2 separate regions of the Gossypium hirsutum genome follow, and region 2 is linked to region 1. A link is a contact called in public Hi-C data. All regions are on one chromosome and are shown on one strand. The core of a region is the stretch at or near the end of the contact, and the rest is flanking DNA. Distances in the headings are between cores, read along the strand shown. Region 1 has its middle 17 kb from the start of LOC107940132. Region 2 has its middle 16 kb from the start of TRNAS-AGA.

Evidence for each region. Hi-C and Micro-C count contacts between places; a contact is called where the count stands out from the background.
Region 2: a contact with region 1 is called in a Hi-C map of leaf, with 4 times the contacts expected there. The contact joins two enhancer-like sites. A contact is called at or near these places in 7 of 34 Hi-C or Micro-C datasets (cotyledon, fibers, hypocotyl and 1 more).

What each region holds. Positions count from the first base shown.
Region 1 is chrA02:5,744,888-5,748,766 of Gossypium_hirsutum_v2.1, reverse strand. No RefSeq gene overlaps it. Among protein-coding and RNA genes, the nearest start is that of LOC107940132, 17 kb to the right of the region's middle. Within about 2 kb of position 1,841, at least 2 of the 9 cell types and tissues checked have an H3K27ac peak or open chromatin away from gene starts, as enhancers often do. A contact at or near this core is called in leaf, where this site is marked.
Region 2 is chrA02:5,815,436-5,819,233 of Gossypium_hirsutum_v2.1, reverse strand. No RefSeq gene overlaps it. Among protein-coding and RNA genes, the nearest start is that of TRNAS-AGA, 16 kb to the left of the region's middle. Within about 2 kb of position 1,268, at least 2 of the 9 cell types and tissues checked have an H3K27ac peak or open chromatin away from gene starts, as enhancers often do. A contact at or near this core is called in leaf, where this site is marked.

The sequences.
Region 1 (3,879 bases), core at 592-3,091:
TATAAATATTATCATATTAGTCAAATATGACTTGAATTCATCAACCGAAGCAAAATACTCTCGCTTTCAATAACTTTAGCCATAAATAACCGAGATTTTGCAACCATAAATGTTTTCAAAACATGAAAACAGCCCTTTTTTGCGAGCATGTCTTCTTGAATGTCTTGATTTTTTGGTTGCCGTTGTCGGATTCTGACTAGAAAGGAAGCTCGAAAATTCATTACTTGAGTAATAAATCGGTGGGAGTTTGGTTCTCCACCATTCAAGTTTCAAATCGAGCCCTTCCATGCTTCCATCTAAACTCCATCCTTCTCCCACCGAACTCTCCATCTCTTCCATTTTACGGTTCTTGTTCCTCAGCACCGCAACCGCCACTTCCGATGGCGATGGACCCAATTTCGAATCTGTCCAAATTTTCCGTCCACTCGTTAACCCACTTGGTGACTTCCCTGGTGGTGATATCAACTTTGGGCCATTGATGCCCTTTGTAGGACTCAATTTTCTCTTTCTGTCAGTACTTTTGTCGAACACATAATTGACCATCGAAGTTCCCCTGGAATTAACCTTGTAGTTGTTTTTGCCAATCTCCAACCCGTCAACAACAAACCCACCATTGACAACCGATGATCCTTTCATCGATCTTCTGGGCCTTAATTTTGGCTCCAAAAGTGAACTTGAGTCACTCTTGGTTCGTCGAAGCTCGGGTTTGATCAACCCATTAACCAAAAGCTGATGGTTATTGGTATTGCTTTTTGTGCTCGAAAGAGGCTTGACATCCGAGCTTTGAAACGCATCTTCCTCGCTCATTCAATGTCGATACTCGACCGTCGACGATCCCATTTGAAAATACAAAGGCATGCTCCTCATTGAGCTATCAAGCAACGCCGCCCCAATGTTCAAAATCCCTTGAGGCCGCCCTTTTTCCAATGAGATTTTTTTTTTCTTTAAAGTTTTTTAAGATTTTAAATATATTGAAAAACCCTTTTTTTTGTCTTTACCTATTAAAAAAATTTTAAAATTGGTTATACTTAAATTTTTTTAATATGTTTAAAATTTTAATATATTAAGTATATTAAAATTTTAAAATTGGTTATACTCAACATTTTCTTTAACATATTTAAAATTTTAATAAATTTAATTTTTTTAAGTTTTTTAAAATTTTAAATATATTAAAAAATCTTTTTTCTCTTTGCCTATTAATAAATATATTAAAAATTTAAAATATATTTAAAGTTATACTTAACATTTTTTAATATATTTAAATTTTTTTAAGTTATTTAAAATTTTAAATATATTAAAAATTCTTTTTTCTCTTTACCTATTAAAAAATATTAAGTATAATTAATTTTAAAATTTTAATATATTTTAATATATTAAAATTTTAAAATTAATTATACTTAATATTTTTTAATATATTTAAAATTTTAGAAAACTTAGAAAAAAAATCACATTGCAGTTGAAAACTAGTGTCCCCAATTTATTTGGCTCTACTAGAAAATGGAATTTTTTTTAAAGTTCGTCCATTTTTCAGAAATTACAGTATTTTCCTAATATTTATACAAGTAGCGTCATTCTACATGGCTCCATCAAAAAAATTAATTTTTTTATTCAGGTTGCTGATGTGGCATGTTGGTGGCGCCAAACTCTTTGACTCCACTAACTTTTACTGTAAATTTTAAGTCATTTACGGATTTAATTAAAAAATAGATTATTTATGTAATTAATTAAATTTTTTCGATTAATTTTATAAAAAAGTAAGTTGTAGGCTTGAATTTATTTGTGGATATGATGACATAACAGTTGGAGTGTTAACCGACAGTTGTTGATTTGTGGGGTCACGTATTGCACTAACTCCGACAACAACGAGGCTAAAGAATCCCCCGTACACCAATTAATAGGAAGTTCAGCTTCTGACACGCGTTCCATTTGAAAGGCTAAAAATGTGTATTTCCAATTGGGTATTATTTTGGTTACCTGGGTTAGCAGTAGCTCATAAACAGCAACAGCTTGTGACTTTTACCATGACTGGCACCTTCAAATGTAAGGGAAAACTTTTCCATAAATCAAGATCTAAGCCTTTCTCTCATTCATGTATTGAATCCCTGTAGATACTGACAAATATATATGATCATAACACATAGTTTCATGTTATACTTTAATACATATGTTGAACTTAAATTCTAGACATGAGTATTTAATACAAGTACCAGATTCTACATAAACTAAACATACTTGATTGCAAGAACTTTGAAATCTAACTATTATTCAGTCCTACCCATATCCTTTAAATGATCAAAGATTGTTTTCTGAAGGTTCCTATATACTTGTAAACCCCAAGCATAAACGTGGAAAACCAATGGAGGCAGGTTGGGCAAACCAATGGAGGCTAGATATCAATGTAGGAAGGCTTCCACAACAAATGCAACATCTAGAGATGAGGTTCACACACGTGATCCCCCAAATCAGCCACCTCCCAAGAAAAAGAGCAAAGCAAAGCATATATCCACGCATCCAACTTTAGAAAAGAAGGAAAACAAAAAGTTACTTACAGAGAAGTTAGAGTTCATCAGCATCAGGGTTTTCCTCACCAGCGTGCTCTGAGACATTTGAGTATGATTAATGCTACGACAAGAGCAGAAAATATTGCTAGCAAAAGCAAAGCTTTCCCCTTAAATTTGAAGGTTTCAAAAATGGTAAAACTCATTGTTGTTGATGATTAGCTACTGCCTGAATCCAGTTTTTTTTTTCCCTGTTCTTTTTTCTTTCCTGTCTGCTGCCAACACAGGTAACGATATCAAAAAAAGCGGAAGGAAGGAAAATAAATTCTCAACTGACCACTGCAACTTATCTCAAAACTCGGTGAGCTTAAGCTATATACAAACCCGGTAATGATATTAGATTATAAAAAGAAATCATATGCAACTTATCGATTGTTGGCCGTTGGATCTAGTGACAAAAAGTACAATGACCTGCTGTCGGAGGTTGTCTCATTATACTTCAATTCTAGGCTATGTAAGGTCATAAAAGGAAAACTCTTACTTTAAAAATCACTTTTTGTACAATCACTGTTCTGTCATATCGTTACCCAAATCCCAAAGTGTCCGTACTGTTTCTTCAGCAGAGTATATATGCAACTGTGCTTTGCCTAGTTCACATGCACCGATGTCTTCGCAGTTTGAGATTACGAAGTCTAAATGGGTGGATCGAACACGAATCAGAGAGCAGAATACTCGACAAATTGCATGGCAAATAAAGTAGCAGAGAGCAAATATAGAAGTATCGTAGGAGAGTATAAAGCTACTTATGCACTATCGAGAGGCCATTCTCTTGCGGGGGCTGTTTTTTCTTTTTTTCTTTTTTTTTTTTTTGAGGGGGGGGTTGTGATCGGACTCCGATCACTTATTTGATCCATTCATTAATAAAATCATAACTGCATTGAACTGAACACCAGTCTCCTTTGCATAGGTATTCACATACATGCAGTCCACAGAATGTCAGAACAATTGTTTTCTCATCATTTCTGGTTGGGCACATCATCTTCCTGATTCTCAGTCTTTGTTCCCGACGACTTTGTTTGGGAAATGACTCTCATGACCCTCCTTAAGAATTAAATATTCTTATCTGGGCCAGGTCGGCTGCAAACGGAAAAGAAAAAGAGAAAAATGGACTCAGACAAGTGTTATAAACAATTTTTCTTTAGTAGTTGAAGTAGGGAAAATAAACAATTTTTCTTTAGAAGTTGAAGTAGGGAACATTAATAATAATAATTAAAAAAAAACCTCAGCTAAAATAGCATTTGTGATTTTGCCTTACAAATTTTAGACATGTGATTTGCTAAAGTTTCATAAAGTTGAAGTAGGGAACATTTACAAAGTTGAA
Region 2 (3,798 bases), core at 19-2,518, 71 kb before region 1:
TAGATTTGTTTTATGAACCGTGTTCTAAATTTGCTTTACCAATTTTATTAAATTCACTTGTTTTATTTATTTTAAATCTTGTTGTATATTGACTATTAACTTCTATGTATTATCTACCTTAGATATTGTTTTTTATATAAGTCATTTGTTTTAAATCATTTTTACATGTTATGTATTTTAAATCTTTACGTATAATATTTAGTTTAAACTACTTTATATAGTATTCATTCTTAAACTTTTATTTAGTATTCTTCTCAAATTGTTTTAACGTATGTCACTTTAAATATTTATATATATATATATTAATTACTTTACATTGTTTTATTTATTTATTTTAAACTCATTTCACATATTATTATTATTATTATTACCATTATTATTATCTTTTTATTTTTTTGGACTATTTATTAGCATAAATTTATATATACTTTATTCTTAGACTCCTTTTATGGATTGTCTATTTCCGAATTTTCATATATAATTAATCCTAAATTCTTTATACATTATTTTTATATATATATTATTTATACTAAACCTTTTATCGTATGTATACTGTTTATATTAAGATTCCCTTTTACATGTTTTAAACCTTTTGCATGTAATTTCAAAGTATTATATATTATATATTATATATTGTAAGTTTCCTTATTTTATTTAAAATCTTTTTGTATATTAATTATTTCGAATTGCTAACTTTAAATTGTTTTCATAGCTTCTATTTTAAGCCTTATATACGTGGTATTTGTTTAAAAGGTACCCCTTTTGTTTTTTTTTTTTTGTTTTTTTATACTTTTTGACGTGTTTCTTAATATGTGTATGTATGTGATTGGCAAAAAAGGAATAGATAGGTTTGAAAAAGAAAAAAAGAAAGCGAAAATAGATAATAATAAAAAGAAACCTTCAGTCGAATCTACTCCTCAGTTTTTTTTGTGTTTCTTGCTGCGATTTAAGTCTCTTGATTGTATTTCTGCTTTTTTCGTGTTTGAAAGTCTGTTCTTATTTCAATAGGAAAAAAAAAAAGATCCCGAAATTTACAAATTTAGGGCTTTTATAGCCCTGATTCAATGCAATTATCCCTGGTGTCATTTCTTCTCTGGTTTTGCAGGTGCAAGTGGGCAACAGTGACCAGGGCGGTGGAGCAAGTGGCAATGGGTGATGGTGGCAGTGGGCAGGTGTGATGGTGGCAGACAGTAGGGGCGGCACACCTAGGGGCTAGGGTTTCTTGGAAAAGTTTAGGATAATGGGCTAGGGTTTGTAATTGGGCTGATTAGTTTTTGGGGTAGTTGGGTTTTGGGTTGGTGTTTAGTTTTTAGGGATATTGGGTTGGCTGATGGGTTTAGCTAATGTTGGGTTTGGGTCTTGTTTTGGGTTAGTGGGTTTAATTTAGGTGGGTTAGGTTTAAGCTAAAATGGGCCTGGGCAAATTTGGTGTGTACATATATAATTAATTATACTCACTGGATATTGTTCATCCCATTTACAATGAGTTCCTAATTCTCTGATAACTCGAGTTGTTCCTAATAATTTTTTTCGCTTCATTGCTTTGCATCAAATATGAACACATTTGTCCAATGAAAAATATGTAACAGTCTTTATTAGATACTAAGATGTTTCCTTCCATTTTCTTGAATGCCAAACATCATGTTATTCTAGGAAGCATATATTCCATGATGGGCTTTTTACAGAGTGATGAGTTGATGAATTTGAATTTTACTACAGTTTTAATTATATCAATAACTTGTTGGATTTCGGTGTGTTAATTTTAAGTACCATGTATTTTCTCTTTATATACTTGTCATTTGGATTGGATTTTTATGAAATAAGTTCTTGAGAAGTTTAAATTGAACTTTATGTTATAAGTAATGTTACCCAAAGTCCACAAAATTTCTCTGCTCCTACTTTACATTCTCCACTAATATTTTTTTTAACACATGGATTATGAATTATGAGTAAATTAAGAGGAGTGACTTTCCACTTCAATTTATGTGTTCTTCGCTTCAAAACTTTGGATTTATGGAGAAACAATTGATTTTCAAAGAACCAATTCATTTTGGAGGTAATTTTCCATTACATGATGAAGAAATACTGGTTTTTAACCAATGATTCAAACATTGTGTCTGCCATTGTCGTCTGGTTTAGAGATTTGTCAGCATCTATAGGGATTCAATACATCAATAAGAGAATTCGATATTATGTAGGTCTAGATCTTGGTTTTTAGCTTATTGGTTGGATTTCAAGAGAAAATTGGGTAGGAAATCCAACTGGAGAAACAAGTTTAGACTTTTACAAGTCTAAGAGCATGTCCAAAGTCACTGGGGTATTTTATATATTTTTAAAATATTTATGTATTTTTATATATTTTTTAGAATTAGGATCTAATTAAGATTATTTATAAAATATGGGGGTTATTTTTTAAAAAAATTATGGTTAAATCAATATAATATATAAAAATTGAGAGTTAAATTTATTATTATACTAATTTTTTAACTCCCGTCTAATCCTATTATTAGACATTGAATAGCACTTAAAGAAAATAGATAAAAAAAATTTTGATTAATTAGATAATCAATTTAAAAAAATTATAATTAAGTGAAAAAAAAAAGAACCTATAATTGGATGAACTATATAGTTTACCCTAACAAAAATAGCAAATGCTTTTAGTTTTGAGAATAAGAAATTTTAATATGAAATAATATTTGAAGGTTTTAAATTTTTTTAGGGAAGTTATATAATATAATTTGGATATCATATATAATAATACTGGGGGACAAGATTGAAATTTATGGGCTATACTATGGTTCAATTGTGGATTAAGCCCTACTTTAATTAGATTTGAAGACCAATTTCTTTATTCAAAAAATTTTAAAATATTACAGATTAAGTATTTTTACTTTTACATTTTCTATTGCATAATTAATTTAAAACAAAAATATTATTTTATCAATAAATAGTAATTGGAGTTGGGTCCCAAATAAGTATGGCTCAATGTTAAAGAAAACTATAGTATTGTAGATATCTAGGTAACTATACGGTGGTCGAAATGGAGCTTTGGGGGATTTTAGATGGCTTAAATCTTATTTTGAACAGAAGTTTCGAAAAGGTTGTTATTCAAACTGATAGTATTGAAGCTGTTAATGCTATTCAAGAAGGTTATTTAGGGACTTCTAATTTTGCTCTCGTCAGAAGAATCCTTATTATTCTTAAAGCTCTTAATCAGTGGAAGAGTCAGCATATTCCTCGTGAAGAAAATCTAATCGCCGACAGTTTGGCCAAATCAGTTCGTTCTAAAAGACTTGGGTTAAGATTGATAGAGAATCCTCCTTTGTGGATTTAGTTTTCATTTATTTGTAATTTTTTTCTTTTCACCAAAAAAAAAGAAAACTATAGTATAATTAAGATATAATTAAAATATGTATAAAACAATTAGATATTAGAATAGAAAAGGCATAAGATGAATAATATTAACTAAACAATTACAAATACCGTTTTAAAATACAAGCTATTGTCTTTCAAAGGTGGCATCTAACAGCATCCTAATACCTCAGCAAATACATGTCACACGAACAAAAACAAAGAAGGCTCACAAATGGCCACCGATCCAGCTAATTCCCTTCTACCACAACGTTCAACCTAAGAAATTGAAAATAAAAAGAAAACTAGGTATGTTCATGAGAACTTAGTGAGTTCCTAGAAATAAAATACACGATAAATTCTAAAAAACATTAAGAGATTAAACTCCAACTGACAGACTAGTACACCATACTTGGTGGACACAACTTCTCTAATTTGAATTATCAAT